Linked DNA regions of Mus musculus: regions 1, 2, 3 and 4 are each linked to region 5. Evidence: chromatin contacts called from public Hi-C and HiChIP or PLAC-seq data. All regions are on one chromosome and are shown on one strand. The core of a region is the stretch at or near the end of the contact, and the rest is flanking DNA. Distances in the headings are between cores, read along the strand shown. Region 1 has its middle 37 kb from the start of Gm52000. Region 2 holds the start of 1700121N20Rik (RIKEN cDNA 1700121N20 gene). Region 3 has its middle 40 kb from the start of 1700013N06Rik. Region 4 overlaps 4933406K04Rik (RIKEN cDNA 4933406K04 gene). Region 5 holds the start of Bcl11b (B cell leukemia/lymphoma 11B).

Evidence for each region. A called contact is a pair of places that touch in the nucleus more often than the background predicts. HiChIP or PLAC-seq counts read pairs in DNA pulled down with a chosen protein or histone mark.
Region 1: an H3K27ac HiChIP or PLAC-seq map of T-cell acute lymphoblastic leukemia shows a contact between it and region 5, with 17 times the contacts expected there. The contact joins the enhancer-like site here to the promoter of Bcl11b in region 5. A contact is called at or near these places in 2 of 39 promoter capture datasets (both in embryonic stem cells), 5 of 115 datasets of contacts at active chromatin or transcription factors (T-cell acute lymphoblastic leukemia, embryonic midbrain, forebrain and 2 more) and 1 of 9 other capture datasets (embryonic stem cells).
Region 2: an H3K4me3 HiChIP or PLAC-seq map of stem cell-derived neural progenitor cells shows a contact between it and region 5, with 12 times the contacts expected there. The contact joins the promoter of 1700121N20Rik here to the promoter of Bcl11b in region 5. A contact is called at or near these places in 4 of 39 promoter capture datasets (the 3T3-L1 cell line, embryonic stem cells, hippocampal neurons and 1 more), 2 of 484 Hi-C or Micro-C datasets (both in embryonic stem cells), 4 of 115 datasets of contacts at active chromatin or transcription factors (T-cell acute lymphoblastic leukemia, embryonic midbrain, embryonic stem cells and 1 more) and 1 of 9 other capture datasets (embryonic stem cells).
Region 3: a Hi-C map of epidermal suprabasal cells shows a contact between it and region 5, with 4 times the contacts expected there. The contact joins the enhancer-like site here to the promoter of Bcl11b in region 5. A contact is called at or near these places in 9 of 39 promoter capture datasets (the 3T3-L1 cell line, embryonic stem cells, frontonasal cranial neural crest and 4 more), 3 of 484 Hi-C or Micro-C datasets (cerebellum, epidermal suprabasal cells and olfactory sensory neurons) and 6 of 115 datasets of contacts at active chromatin or transcription factors (the SCID.adh cell line, T-cell acute lymphoblastic leukemia, embryonic forebrain and 3 more).
Region 4: a Hi-C map of ventral hippocampal neurons shows a contact between it and region 5, with 2.2 times the contacts expected there. The contact joins the enhancer-like site here to the promoter of Bcl11b in region 5. A contact is called at or near these places in 7 of 39 promoter capture datasets (the 3T3-L1 cell line, embryonic stem cells, hippocampal neurons and 2 more), 3 of 484 Hi-C or Micro-C datasets (embryonic stem cells, palatal mesenchyme and ventral hippocampal neurons) and 8 of 115 datasets of contacts at active chromatin or transcription factors (T-cell acute lymphoblastic leukemia, double positive thymocytes, embryonic forebrain and 5 more).

Annotation. Positions count from the first base shown.
Region 1 is chr12:106,773,738-106,776,437 of GRCm38.p6, reverse strand. No RefSeq gene overlaps it. Among named protein-coding and RNA genes, the nearest start is that of Gm52000, 37 kb to the left of the region's middle. Within about 2 kb of position 1,442, at least 4 of the 459 cell types and tissues checked have an H3K27ac peak or open chromatin away from gene starts, as enhancers often do. A contact at or near this core is called in T-cell acute lymphoblastic leukemia, where this site is marked.
Region 2 is chr12:106,446,310-106,449,009 of GRCm38.p6, reverse strand. It overlaps 1700121N20Rik (RIKEN cDNA 1700121N20 gene), which reads left to right and starts at 1,344. Exons shown (of 4, transcript NR_036593.1): 1 at 1,344-1,685; 2 at 2,447-2,527.
Region 3 is chr12:106,903,497-106,906,196 of GRCm38.p6, reverse strand. No RefSeq gene overlaps it. Among named protein-coding and RNA genes, the nearest start is that of 1700013N06Rik, 40 kb to the right of the region's middle. Within about 2 kb of position 1,381, at least 11 of the 459 cell types and tissues checked have an H3K27ac peak or open chromatin away from gene starts, as enhancers often do. A contact at or near this core is called in epidermal suprabasal cells, where this site is marked.
Region 4 is chr12:106,684,884-106,687,583 of GRCm38.p6, reverse strand. 4933406K04Rik (RIKEN cDNA 4933406K04 gene) reads left to right here. Exons shown (of 8, transcript NR_015512.2): 8 at 1,565-1,977. Among named protein-coding and RNA genes, the nearest start is that of 4933406K04Rik, 30 kb to the left of the region's middle. Within about 2 kb of position 1,398, at least 8 of the 459 cell types and tissues checked have an H3K27ac peak or open chromatin away from gene starts, as enhancers often do. A contact at or near this core is called in forebrain and ventral hippocampal neurons, where this site is marked.
Region 5 is chr12:108,002,056-108,004,755 of GRCm38.p6, reverse strand. It overlaps Bcl11b (B cell leukemia/lymphoma 11B), which reads left to right and starts at 1,342. Exons shown (of 4, transcript NM_001079883.1): 1 at 1,342-1,670. The coding sequence starts at 1,613.

The DNA.
Region 1 (2,700 bases), core at 193-2,692, 1.2 Mb after region 5:
ATGCTCTTAACCGCTGAGCCATCTTTGTATACTCAACCCTTGATCTTCAACCTAGGAATTTACAGAGTTGAAACAAAACCTTATTCTCTCAGACAAACTCACACAGAAATGCCAGTGGTGACTTTATTCTTAGGAGCCTGGAGCTAAACAACCCAACGTCCATCACAGAAAAATGAAGGAGGATCTGTGAGAGATTTGGGAGGGGAAAGAATATGATCAAAACATGTTGCATGGAAATTTTAAATAGACAAGAAAACTGATGGCAAAATCATGGTGCAGTGAAGCATTCTGGGCAATAAAGGTGACAGTGGATGGACGGACATATGGACAGGCGGACACACGGAGAACAGCCATGTTCAACGTGGAGTGTGCATTTACCTGATTCATACCAAACTCCAGAACAGACCAGAGCTAAGGAGGGAAGGAGATCTGCGTAGTCTGGGCTCCCGTCGGAGGCAGGGAAGGCGATTCTGCAGAAAGATGGGCTATGGGCTTACGGAAGGGACCTTGGGCAATGATGGGCTTCAGAGATGGGTTTTAGCTTGGGTTTTGGCTTTTTAATTTACAGTGAAGACTTGTCCATTGCAAACTCTGCAAAATGAATGTAAAAAATATAAATAAACCTCAAATGAATATGTAGATGTAGATGTATATGATGTATATGTGTATGTGTGTGTGTGTGTGTGTGTGTGTGTGTGTGTCTGTGTCTGTGTCTGTGTCTGTGTCTGTGTCTGTGTCTGTGTCTGTGTCTATGTATATGTATATATATGCAGCTAAAATCACAAGACACCACTTTGCACCCAGGAGATACATGTATCTCAAAGTCTAGTTCCTAAGCTCGGCATGTCCCAGTGGAAAATGGAGTGATTCTGAAAGCTAGTCACTACCTGTATGTTCCAGACTGCCTGCAGGGAGGACAGTGGGCCGAGGATTCCTCACACTGGGATGGGAGTTTTGAGTAAAGAAGAAGGAAAGTAGAATCTGGCCTGAAGTAAGTGATTTCAATGAGTAGTTCAGTGACTTTAAAGAAAAAAAAGGATTGATTATCTAGGTATGGTAGCTCATGTTTTTACTCCTGGCTCTTGGGTAGCAGAAACAGGGGATCTCAGTGAGTTCGAGGCCAGCCTGGTCTCCACAGCAAGTTCCTGTCCAGCCTGCAGAGATCCTGTCTCAGAAGAGAAACAGCTGAGCCTGACTGGCAGCTCTACATGATCAAACCATTTATGACAAAATTCTGTGGCCCTCTCCGCACCCTAATGCTAGATCTCCTCGACTCCCCCTCCCCCATGGTGACTGAAGAGAGTGACTGCTCTGCCCGCACCAGCTCTCCTGCCCACTCTTGCACACCCTAGAAGGAGCCTTGTCTTCAAAGGCAATCCTTCACCTGATCACACAAGATCCGGAGACACTCCAATACAGAGCCGCATGGGAACACACCTAGTGACTTCCTGAGTGCCTCCCTCACCACTTCTTAGGCCAGCAGGGTGGCCTAGCTCTTGGGAGAGTCAAGGTGAATGTGTGTCTGTTGGTTTCTGTTGCAATAAATCTTCAACCCCAATGAGCCCGTGCAATGAACACACAACTCAGTTATAAACTACATGCCTAGATTGGGCAGATTTACCACTACACTACTCTACTCCCCAGCTATGAGATTCCATGCTACTTGCAGCTTCTCTAGGCCACATGACTCTGCTTCATCTTCCTCTGTCTCTTCCTCTGTCTCTCCTCCTTCCTCTCTCTCCCTCTCTAAACCCTCCAGCCCTACCTTTCCCTTCCACTGCCCAATCACAGGCTCTAGCCTTTATTCGACCAGTTAGAATGGGAAGAAAGTTCACAGGAAATCACCAGAGTACATGATCCCACTTCCGCAAGAGGGCAGTCCCTCTTGGGGAAGGAGAATTAGCATCAGAAGACAAACACCACCAGGGCAAGTCCCAACAGGTGTCAGCAATGGAAACCCCACCTCCAGTCTGTGGTTTCCTTCCTAAGATCCTGAGCACAGGGGCCTCCAGCATTCTTTTTTTCAATAAAATTGCTGCCCTAGTTAGGAGGGATCCAATTCTTATTATTTAAAGTGCTGTTGGCAGCTGACACATTGAGAAAATTATCAAAGTATCATTTAACTGGTGTTTTGATAGCGGGGAGAAGAAAAACCTTCACCCTTGCTCTTTGTAGGAATAACGTACAAAGAACTTGTTTTTTATTTAAAATAAAACATTAGGGACTGGGTTCTGCATCCATACCTTCACTCCATGCAATGGGTAGAAGGGTCCTAATTATCATCTTCATTAGGGGAGAATTACAAGACCACAGGAATTTCTAACAGGTCTAATAAGGTTTCCGCACACGAGAGGGGATGCTGACACATCTTGCTCCATGAGCAGGCAGAAGCATTGGAACCTCCATTATATGCTTGATCATGGATATTTCTCCTACAGCATCACCCTGGGCTCTACCACTCACATCCTTGCCACCTGGTCCCTCAGAATCAACCCACTCTTCTAACTTTTGCCCGTCCTCCAATCTCTAGGGCTCCAACTTTGAAATAATAACATTTCTTGGTTGCTTCCTCTCCATTCAAGTGGGAAACACATGGGTTAATGAACCAGAACAAACAAAGGCCCTTCTGTCCCTTCTACTTACCCACCTACTTATAGGGCCTCAGCCATTAAAGTCATGCTTGCTCGTGGTTTAATATAA
Region 2 (2,700 bases), core at 95-2,594, 1.6 Mb after region 5:
TCTTACCAAGCATTCTGTCCCACAGATAAGAAATCTGAGGTCAGACAAATACTTTAAGTAAGCTGCCTGGTGAGATACCAACGGGATGTTCCAGAAGCTGTACTGATCTAATGCTCTGCCCACACACCTTTAACGTTTCCACACTGGTCTGGAAGTTGCTCTCCGGGCACTTTAGAGAGGACAGCTTTCCATGTAGTGGCCCTGTGTGTGTCATCCCTGCCCACAGAAGGCCTCAGATTCTGTGTTCCAGCTCTGAGGCAAGGCTGGTGATTTTCCACCCGGCCTTCTGACTCATACCTTTGCCTGCAATGTCCCTTCCTGCCTGGACTTCCTTTCCGACATCTTTCTTCAGGAGAAACTGCCTGCATTTTGCAAGACTAAGCTCAGCTTTCTTGTTGGATCTCGGTAGCTTTGGCTAAAGCCCCTTTGCTGATGATTTTTCAGGGTGTGGCCTCTCAGACATCCTTGGGAACAAGCACACCCACGTGACTCTCGCTCCCACGGCATCACTGTGGCCATCCACAGAACTCAATCATCAAACCAAGGCCCAGCCCACCACATGGTGCTTTGTTTCTGCTACTACCATAGAACACCCAAGGCTAGGTAATTTGGAAAGAGATTTACCTTGCTTAGAGGTTTAGAATCTAAAGCCATAAACCACATGTAGGAGCTTGTCTAGGCCCCTCTTATTATCCATTACAGCATGGCCAATGGCATAATGAGAGAAAACAAATAACAAGACAGAAAAATCGGGTCCCAGTGAGGGCTTACCACTAGCCCTATCTCTAAAGGTCCAATAAATTTCTATATGGAGAACCAGGTTTCTAAAACCTGAAACACTGAGGGTGGGGAAGGGGCTGGGAGTGGGGAGCACAGTCAAACTCAATCAAAACTGCAGGAGACTCCAGTTTCACTGTCAGGGCCACCATGCCAATCACGCCCATCCTAAAATCTATGCAGTCATCCTTTAGCTTTGCGGTGATTTGAGTGAGAACTGTCCCCCATCATCTTGGGGGCATTTAAAAACTTGGTTGTTGGTTGGTGGCATGGTTTGGAGGAGTTTAGGTGGTGTGTCTTTGTCAGAAGAAGTCTGTCAGAGAAGGCGAGTGGGCTGAGAGATTCAAAGCCTTACACACTTCCAGTTCACACCCTCTGCTTCGCGCTCATGGTTAGGATGTGGGCTCTCAGCTTCCTGCTCCCGCAACCATGCCGGCCACCGAGCTTTGTCACCGTGCCTGCCACCTGTTGCCATTGTGTCATCATCATGATGGAATCTTCTCCCTCCGGTACCATAAGCCCAAATAAACCCTTCCTTCTAGAAGCTGCTTTTCAGTCAGCTGTGTTTTATCACAGCAACAGGAAGTAACTGACACAAACGCCCATAAAGATGAAAAAGGTCTTGTGTGGAGCAGCGCTGTATGCTCATCCCTTCATCAGAGTCAGCTGGATTTTGCAAGGGAGGAAAGGATCTACATCTTCAAACCCTCCAGCCTGAGCTAGGCTCCCAGGACCCCACCCTCCTTCGCTCACACTTGCACGCGCAGGACCAGAGCCTGTGGGCCCTGGTGTACATCTCCCGCCGATGCAGAATCTGCAAATAGACGCCTCCTTCCACAACATACCTCTCCACAAAGCCAACCCACTGAAACGGAGCTCATTATCTCCAGACATCGCTGCGGCCAAAGGTTAGGCTTTTCAGAGTTATATTAGTCTCTTTGTCTAAACAGCGCAGACTTAATTGTCTGGGATCAGAGTTGTACTGTTTTGAGTTAAAAAGCTGTGATTAATTTGAGCTAAAGATGGCTGGACAGGCACAGGCTGATTCAGCTGCAGATACAAACCTATTATCATCAGAATGGCAAAGGCCATGGGGGGTGGGGGTGGGCTGCCGCGGGGAAACAGGTTTCCGCTCAAGAAAAACACAGAGCTGGGGAGGGCTGTGGGAACGGACTGAGCAAGTGGGACACCAGAGACACCTTCCCCAGCCTGTCACCCCCTCTATACCCCCACCCCTTGCACCCATGGGGCTCCGTGCACCCACCTGACGGCTCAGATTCAAATACGAAATCTCCACAGTCAAAAGTGCTTGAATACTTAGTTCCCGGCGGGTGGTACTGGCTTGAGAGGTTGTGCGACCACTTGTGTTGTGGGGCTTAGCTACAGGACAACAACCCGAGGAGTGGGATTGCAGAATTGGAGGCAGAAAATGCATTTCTCAGCCAGAAAACAGTTTCCTCTCTACAGCTGCTCCCTGTGACTAGTCCTCTATCTGGCAAGATGGCCGGCTCTCTTCTTCTGAGCAGCATGGTCTAACCTCTGCAAGCCTGCCTCTAGCAGTACATTTGTTTTCTTGTTGGTGTGATCTCGTAAATGGCAGAAGCGGCTTATCATAGTAATCAATAATTTGAGCTCAGTTTCAGCGGGGCCACTTGACTCTGCGTTGCAGGGCAGGCTATGATGCAGAGCATCATGGGATGGCAGCCTTCAGTGGACAATGACTTCGTGGTGGTCAGCAAGCCAAGAAGAGGTAACGTCAGAATCCAGTGGGTTTCCTCGCCACACCATTAGTCCATCCGCACCCCCCAGCACACAGGATAGTGACACCCACGCTCTGGGTGGGGTTTTCCTCCTCAGTTCCTCCTCTTTGAAAATAGACTGAGACACACCTGGGTGTACCTTATCAACTTTCTAGGTGCTTTT
Region 3 (2,700 bases), core at 132-2,631, 1.1 Mb after region 5:
CTCAGAATAGTAGATGTCAAGGTTGAATTAACATCGTCCTTTCCGGGTTGACAAACAAGATCCCTTCTCGTGACCTCTAGTCTCCTTCTGCACCAGGATGCGTTCATGTAGACCCAAAAGTCTCCTTCTGAGAAAATTCTGTGGCTGTATTTGAATTCTGTGGACTTGCTGGTACGATTAGCTTGTGTTTCAGACTACATCAGACACTTCGAATATATTTTTCCGTTGAGTACACATATAATTCAAGAATGGCAAAATAAACCTGATGGATCAGGGAACTAAGGTGAGTTTAAGTGATTTTTGCAGGAGAGTCGGAGTTATGTGGAAGATGACCCTTTAAAGCCATCCCCCTTCTCTCTGTACCTGCCTGACTGCCACGGGGTCTGTGACTCTAAAGCCCTCTTGGAAGCAACCTGATTCTACATTCTGCCCCCAGTATGTTAATCTAGTCCTTCCTTTCTAGTGTGGAAAAGGATCACTGTGACTCAAAAGCACAAAATGACACTAAGAACAGTGTCCCCAGTCCTCTAGTCTTCATTGTCCTCAAGTAGAGAGGCCACTCTCTGCAGCTTGCAGAACTTGAGGTTCCTGGCACCTGCCAGGACATGAGGACAGTGGTTAACTCGATTTTTAAAAAATAATTAATTCAGCCTAAAACAAAGGTTGTTTGTCAGATGCACCTTGGTCAAGCTGCTGTCTGGATAAGGCACAAGAGCACTCAGTGCTTGTCCCCACTGCTTCCCCAGTGATGTCCGTCACACTCTAGAACCAGGACAGGCACTCCCAGGCGCTGTGGGGTCTCTCATAAGGCCTGAGAGCCCATGCTTGTATTGGTGGTTACAAAATGTTTCCTTCCCCAAGCCTCCACTCTGATCTTCTCTTTTCTTTGTGGTCCTCTTAGGGAACCAGAGGAGACTTTCATTTGGAACAGCTCCTGTGTGTAGCTGCTGGCCTCCAACACCAGGAGCTGTACCTACCCAGTCTTTCAGGTTTGCTGGGTTTTGCTGTCTGGTAGGGAGTCTGGATCAGTGCATGGAGGGGGCTGTGAACTGTGGAGCTGTGAGCTTAAGAGATCTTACACTAAGAACCCAGCTGAGCAGAAGAAAGGACATACGAATCTCAAGCTGACCTCAGAGTCCAGTGCTCTAATGAAAACAAATCCTGGAGGAAGCAGTGGCCATCAATGGTCCTGGAATTCTCACAGCACTGGTTTTTAGGTTTGCTGGAATATGGGCTTGGACAGTTTGAACTACAGCGACCTCATCTGTAGATGGCCAACAGCCATTGCATCCGCCTCTCCCTTGGTGGGGGATTAAGTAAGATGGTAGGTGAAGTGCTTAGATATGGTGTGACTCACTGCAGGAACCCACTGCACATTAATCGCATCGTTATCCTTGGCAGGAGAGCCAGGTCCCTATGAGCAAAGGCAGAGACCCGAATGCCCCCGTCTCCTACGAGTCTCTGCAAAAGCAATGTGAGACTGTTCCAAAGTACTCAGGCCAAGCTTACTGGGGCTTTGCAAAGTCTACATGTAGCTACAAATACATATATATCTACATAGAGCACCACATCGCTAGCCGGTTATCTCAGAGAACAGTTGAACCACTTGAGTTCAGAGGGTACACAGGACAAGTGGGGAGGGGCTTGGCTGTAACTCCTAGACCCCAAGTCTAGTGGGTCCTCTCCTCTGCCTTTTCAGAGGATAAAAGACCTGAGGAATACAAGGTCAGTTGTTCATGGGAGGACAGAGTCTCTTGGCAAACGCTCTTGTTTATCCCTCAGCAGAGTGGGTGTGGCTCATTATGGGCCTTGCCCTATCTCGAGGCACTTGGCGGCTCTGTCCTCACTGAGCCCTGAGATGAATCACCACCCACTGAAAACCCACACAGACAGGTGAGCAGGGCTGCTGACTGCGAAGGAGAGCAAGTTCATGTGGCTCTCACTAATTGATGAGCAATCCCGGTGACACTGTCTCACAGAGGAGCAGAGACCCACCACCACCATCACACCATGGCTTTTGTGCTCTGGGTTACCAGGAGCCAATCTCCTACCTTCTACTAGGCACAAAGAGCAAAGTCAGATAGGAAAGGCAGCATAGATGAGCAGACAGGACTCAGGAGAAGCACAGAGCCCTGGTTCTGAGATCTGGGTTCTGTCCCTGGCATTGGCAGTGGCAGGTTCTTACAATTCTGGGCAATGTACCACCCTTTACTCTGCAGAATATTCTAGCAGCCAGAGCAGGCCAGGAGGAACTGGCATGGCCTGTCTCAACAGCACTAGTTTATGCCAAGCTTGATGCTTGCCCTGGGGCTGAGGGCAGGGCACTTGTCTACCCGCCAGCCTCTTTCTACCCATTCCTGTGAGTCTGTGTGTGTGATGGAGGAATAGGAAGAAGTCGGTACTTACAGAACATAGCTGTGATGGGTTGCGTGCTTCAGAGAAATTCTTCGGTTCTTTTCAGCCCTGTAGGGATTGACCCAGCCCCATCCCACATAGAAAAGAAGACAATGACTTGGGCATATTTCTTGCTTCACAGAAAAACAGAAAGAGAGTAGGCAGATTTATTTATTCTATGTGCACGGATGTTTTGCCTGCACGCACGTCTGTGTGCCGTGTGCATGCTTGGTACCTGAGTAGATCAGAAGAGAGTATTGTATACGCTGGAGTTATGGGTAGTTATGAGCCATTGTATAGGTTCTG
Region 4 (2,700 bases), core at 149-2,648, 1.3 Mb after region 5:
AGGCACTTATCACTGATGTAGAATGGAAATGGCAAAGCTTGAAGCAGACCCATTCCAAAGAGAAGGCAGGTGGGCACTGAAATAAACCGAGACTGTCCAGTTTCCATGATCCTGCCCTCGGCGTGGAAAAAGTAAAATAAAAAACGGTGTGCATTGCTTTGGGGGGAAAAATACAAAAGATGTGTGTTTTCTAAACAGGCTACCAAGCAAAGTGTGTGTGTGTGTGTGTGTGTGTGTGTGTGTGTGTGTGTGTGTGTTTTAAACACACCTCAGCTCAGTCTGGGTGTGTAAGGAGCTGTAACTAGCTCCCCCCCCCCTTTATACCCTTTATAGAAGCATAAACAGACCCAGAAAATATAAGGCATGTCTCACCTGTTTTAGTGCCATTAAATAAACCTCATCTGCTGCCAACCTGTTTGGGGTGACATTTGTTAAATAAATACATTTTGTGGAAATCAGGATGCTCACACAGAAACAGGCCACCAACGTTCTCAGAGAGGCTTCCCAGGGCTCGGAGCCCTGCCCCCAGGGAAGGTTCGCGGCTTGAAGTTGCAGGAAGGGGTCTGATCTCCAACCCCTCAATGGCTTTTGTTGCTCGCCCTCTGGTCCTCTGTCTCCCATCCGTCACTCCCTTCCTTCATTTCTCCCTCTCTCCACAAAGTATGTTTATTCCTTTTCAATTTTTTTTCTTTTTCATGTTTCTATATAATTTCTGTTTTTAGAACTATATTAGCATGCATAGCTCGGGCACGCCTGCAACCTTTAAAATACTGTTTAATCCTCCTGACTACTTCAAAATAGGCATTGTGGGAATTCGCTTCCTGGGAAGCTATGGCTACCATTTCTAATTAAAAAGCTAATAAATTAATTAAGAAATAATGTCAACCAAGACTGTTCTCTGAAGTATCTCTGTGGACTTTGAAAGACACCAAGACGATTGCTGTTTCCGGTGACTTTTTTCTTTTCATCTTCTCTCTCTTTCTTTCTTTCTTTCTTTCTTTCTTTCTTTCTTTCTTTCTTTCTTTCTGTGTGTAGAACTCAGTGATTTCTCAGAAAACGTAACTGAAGAAAATGAAGCAGCTTTGACTGTTGAATACAGGGGAGGAGGACCTTCAGGTGTTTTCTAGCAGGACAGAGCTCTTCAGAGTCTCTCCCAAGTAAACAGAGAAGCCACCCCAACTAAAGAAGTATGCAGTTCTAGAACATTCTGCAACAAAACTCTGGGCACCAGGATGCCTCTGTAGGCAGGCTTCCTCTGAGAGATTTCCATGCCAATTCCTTTCAATTATCTGTCAATTTTCAAAATGCAAATAGAAACATTCAGACATCACTTTAGTACTTACCAACTGATTTCTCCCAAGCACCCAGACCATACGCAAATGCGATTCAATATGCTCCCTCCGCTTTTTTTAAGTAGAATTAATATTACTGAGCAGATTTTGGTCAGCTTCCAGGAACCCAGTGTGTGGAGAGGCAGGATTTTAATTTAGAAGCACAAGTTGGTTCAGAAAAAAAAAAAAATGTGAACTTAGCCCAACTCTCTTTGTTGCATCTTTCTTGCTAGACTCACTTCTCTGGAAACGGCCTCAACTTTTCGATTATTATTAGGAATGTTTTGAATTTTTATGTTAATGGCAGAGAGAAAGTAGAACAAAGAAGAAACGGGCCTGTCATCTAAGCTGAGACGATAATCAATAATGAAAACGCAGGAATGGCGCGGCCTCGTCGTCTATGCACATATATTTTATGGGGTTAGGTTCACACTCTCCTGAGACTGTTGAAGTCTGTGTTTGGACCCCAACTCTCAAGATCCAGTTCCCCCCATTTCATTAATATTTCTTTGTAATCGTAGCCTAATACTGATCTCTGATATTTTGCCTAATTGTTCACCTCTTTCGGGCATTTTATAACCTCCTTTTTGTCCCCCCTCTTCCTGACTGTAGGTCGTGCTTAAATAAACCAATTCGTACAAGTAGCTATCTATGTTGGATTACTTGAGTAGAATGGATTCCTGGAAATAGAATTACTAGGTCAAAGGGTACCGATGTATTTAATGTTCCCAACACACACTGGCAAATTGCCCTCCATAGAAAATTTTATCATTTTGCCCTCCTGTAAGAAGCCTGAGGGGCCTTCATGCAGAGTACTTTCTCTGTACCAGAGGGTCTTGTTTTTAAATCTCTACAAATTTGAAAATGTGAAGGGGGAAGAAAGGAAACTTTTTCCAGGAACCATTTGTTAATAACATGCATGGAACAATCGATTCATTTTTTAAAAAATTATTTTAAATCATAAAGAATTTTTTTTAACTTCTAAATGCTGTAGAGCTAGTAGATTGTTTAGTTTGAAAATGTGCTACGCTTTTACATACACTAAGGAAGATTTTGGTCTGGATACATTTCACTAAAAGAGACAGGCGTAAGTCATGGTGTGTGGCCAAAGGCAGCTTATGCTGGATTCTAAATCTAACTGGTGAGGGCTCCTCATGACCTCATACTTCTTGGCTCCTTACTCCAGGTAAGGGGAGGGCAGGTGGTACCCTGGTATTTGGCAAGGGACTCCAAGAGCAGGAGTGTTGAAGAGGTATTTGAAGACCTGGATTAAAATGGTCTCTTTGAAATTTCACCAGAAGAGAACTCTCAACTGAACAGGAAGGATGGCAGAGAGGAAACTTGGGACCCCTTCCCCCACGCCAATGAC
Region 5 (2,700 bases), core at 93-2,592:
GAAGAACCCTTCTGGAATGGGATTCAAACAAAATGTGCCCCCCCCCACTGTGCCCCTCAGTATCATTAATTTTGTTGTTTGAGACGACCAACCCCCAACGGTTTATATGGAGACACTTTTTTGGAAGTTTCTACAAAATGCTCCCCTCTCCAAATAAGTAAAACCAACTGTAACTACTTTTCTAGAGAGTGAAGGAAAACAATTTTATCTGTCGCCTCAGTCTCCCCCAGCCCGTGGTTTCCAGCCCTCTTTCTCGAGTGGGTGGGTTTGGACTTGCTTGGACTCAGTGTACCTCAGTTACTCACACAGCACTCCGCCCCCTTTCTCAGGGAGTCCGGCTCCCGGGGGAGGAAGAGTGAGTGGGGACAAGATTTTATTTTATTTATCCCCCCCCACCCTCTTTTGCGCTACCGGTGCTCGGTGATAAGACCAGCTTACAAAAACAGTAGTTTGCACGTGTGGCCGGCCGGCCTGGGTTGCGGGTGTGCGCACTGGCGAGTGTGTGTGAGTGCGCGCGCGCGTGTCTCGGTGTGTGCTTTCTTGTTCTCTTACAGGGTACAATGTTAAAAAGCCACCGCTAGTCGCCCCCAGTGCTCCGACTCTCTGGGTCTTTTTGTCTCTAGAGCAGATTAAACGTCACGTCCGCACTTGAACTTGAATTTTATCCCATTGTACAGAGGCAGCCCCAGCCACAGAGAGACCGAGAGCTCCCGGAGAACCCGGACTCCGCCATCTTCACGTTGCAATCTATAGCTCCCGTCCACGCCCGCACCGACCCGGGCGCACTGGGCGAGCCGCCCCGCAGCCCCGCTCCCCCTGGGCCCGCGGCGCCGGGCAGCGCTGGGGAGCGCACGCGGGGACCCGCAGCCCCTCCGGCCGGCGCCAGCCTGCCAGGTGACCCGGGAAGGAGCCGCTCCCGGAGTCCCCCAGAGCCTCGGAGGGGTCAGCCTCCGAGAAAGAAAAAAAGCAGGCAGCGCGCAGAAAACCCAGAAAGAGCCGAACCAAGGCAGCTTTTCATTGCTTTTGGGTTTTTGAGGGGGCGGGGTGAGGGGGTACGAGACAAGTCCCCAAGTTTTCTTTGCCTTTTTTTTTTTTTTGGCTTTTTTGAAATTTGTTTGCATTTTTTCCTCCCCCCTCCCCTTGGGTGGAAGTGCGCGTTCCACCTACCAGACCCCGAAAGAAAAGTGTCAGAGGCCGGTGCAAAACCCGGCGTAACTTCAAGAAGACATTTACAAGTCTAAGAGGCCAAGCACTTTGAAGAAGTGTGAGAGATATTTTTCCTCCAAAAGAATATATTTTTAAAGAAACCGGCCAGCCAGCGGCGAGCAACAGCAGTTTTATAATTTATTTTAGCCTTTTCTCTATTTTAGAGCAAGCCATCTTCCTGGCTTTTTCTTCTTTCTTTTTGCAAAAACAAAAACAAAAACACAGCCCAGAAGAAAGAGCAAAATAAAGACGAAGAAGAAGAAGAGGAGGAGGAAGAGGAAGAGAGGAAGGGCAGAGGCACCAACCCGGGCGGAGGAGGAGGCGCGGCGGCGGCGGCGGCTCAGACCCCCTCCCCGGCCCGCATCTGTGCAGCTTTCCGGGCGATGCCAGAATAGATGCCGGGGCAATGTCCCGCCGCAAACAGGGCAACCCGCAGCACTTGTCCCAGAGGGAACTCATCACGCGTAAGTGTCTGCCGCACGCGCGAAGGGCCGGCGGCTGGGGCTCCGGGCGCCCGGGGCTGGGGACACCAACCCGGGAGCAGCGGCCGAGCGTGGGGTTCTGGGAAAGTTTCTCTGCAGCCGGGGGCAGCCGCCGCGGGCTCCGGGCCGGGGAGGGGGCGCGCGGGCTTGCAGGCGGCTGTGCGCGCCGAGCCCGGCCGGACGCTCGGCCCTCCAAGCGGCGTGTGTGGCGGCGGCGGCGCTGGTGGCGGGGTTTGGAGAGGAGGGGGAGGGGGCCGAGGAGTGGAGGGGGAGGGGGAGCCGGGAAAAGTTGGCGAGCGCGTGGGTCCGCGCTCGGAGGAGCGGGCGGACGGAGCCCCGAGAGCGCCCTGGACCCAGGGACCCGCAGGGGAAAGGGATGGCCGCGGGCTTCGGGTTCCCGGTCGCTGCGCCCCGCCAGGCTGGGCGCCGACCGCGCCGCTGCTAGGATTCCGAAGCCGCCGTCCCCTCCCCTCCTCTCGCTATTTGCAAAAGAATCCAGCTGCGCAGCTGTTTGCTGTGCTGGAGCACCCCCTCCTCATTTCCCCACCTCCGTCTCCTGGGACGGTCTTGTCTTCTTTCCCCCCCCAACTCAAAAAAAAAAAAAAGGTGTGGGGGGGAGGTTTTGGGTTGGTGAAAAAAAAATCCCCGCCACGAGTTAACAAAAAAGTCATGAGTGGGGAAAAAAAAGGGATGCTCTTATAACAGTAAAAATGAAGAGAAAGAAAAAGGAAGGGGAGAAAATACCTATCATCCTCTTATCCATCTTTCTATCTCTGTATCTTTCATCTTCCCATCTAAATAAACAAGGCAGGTCGCGGTGCAAATCCGCCGGATTTCAAGCAAGTGGAGGGGCTTGCAAAGTCAGGCAGCAGGGCAGACTCTCAGCAGCTTCCACCGCCCCAGCTGGGTTCATTTAGAAAAGAAAACGCCAGCGCGAGCCGCGCAGGTACACAGTTCTCCCAGAGCCAGCCGGGTACCCGCGCTGCCACCGGCGAGGTCGGCTTGCAGAGCT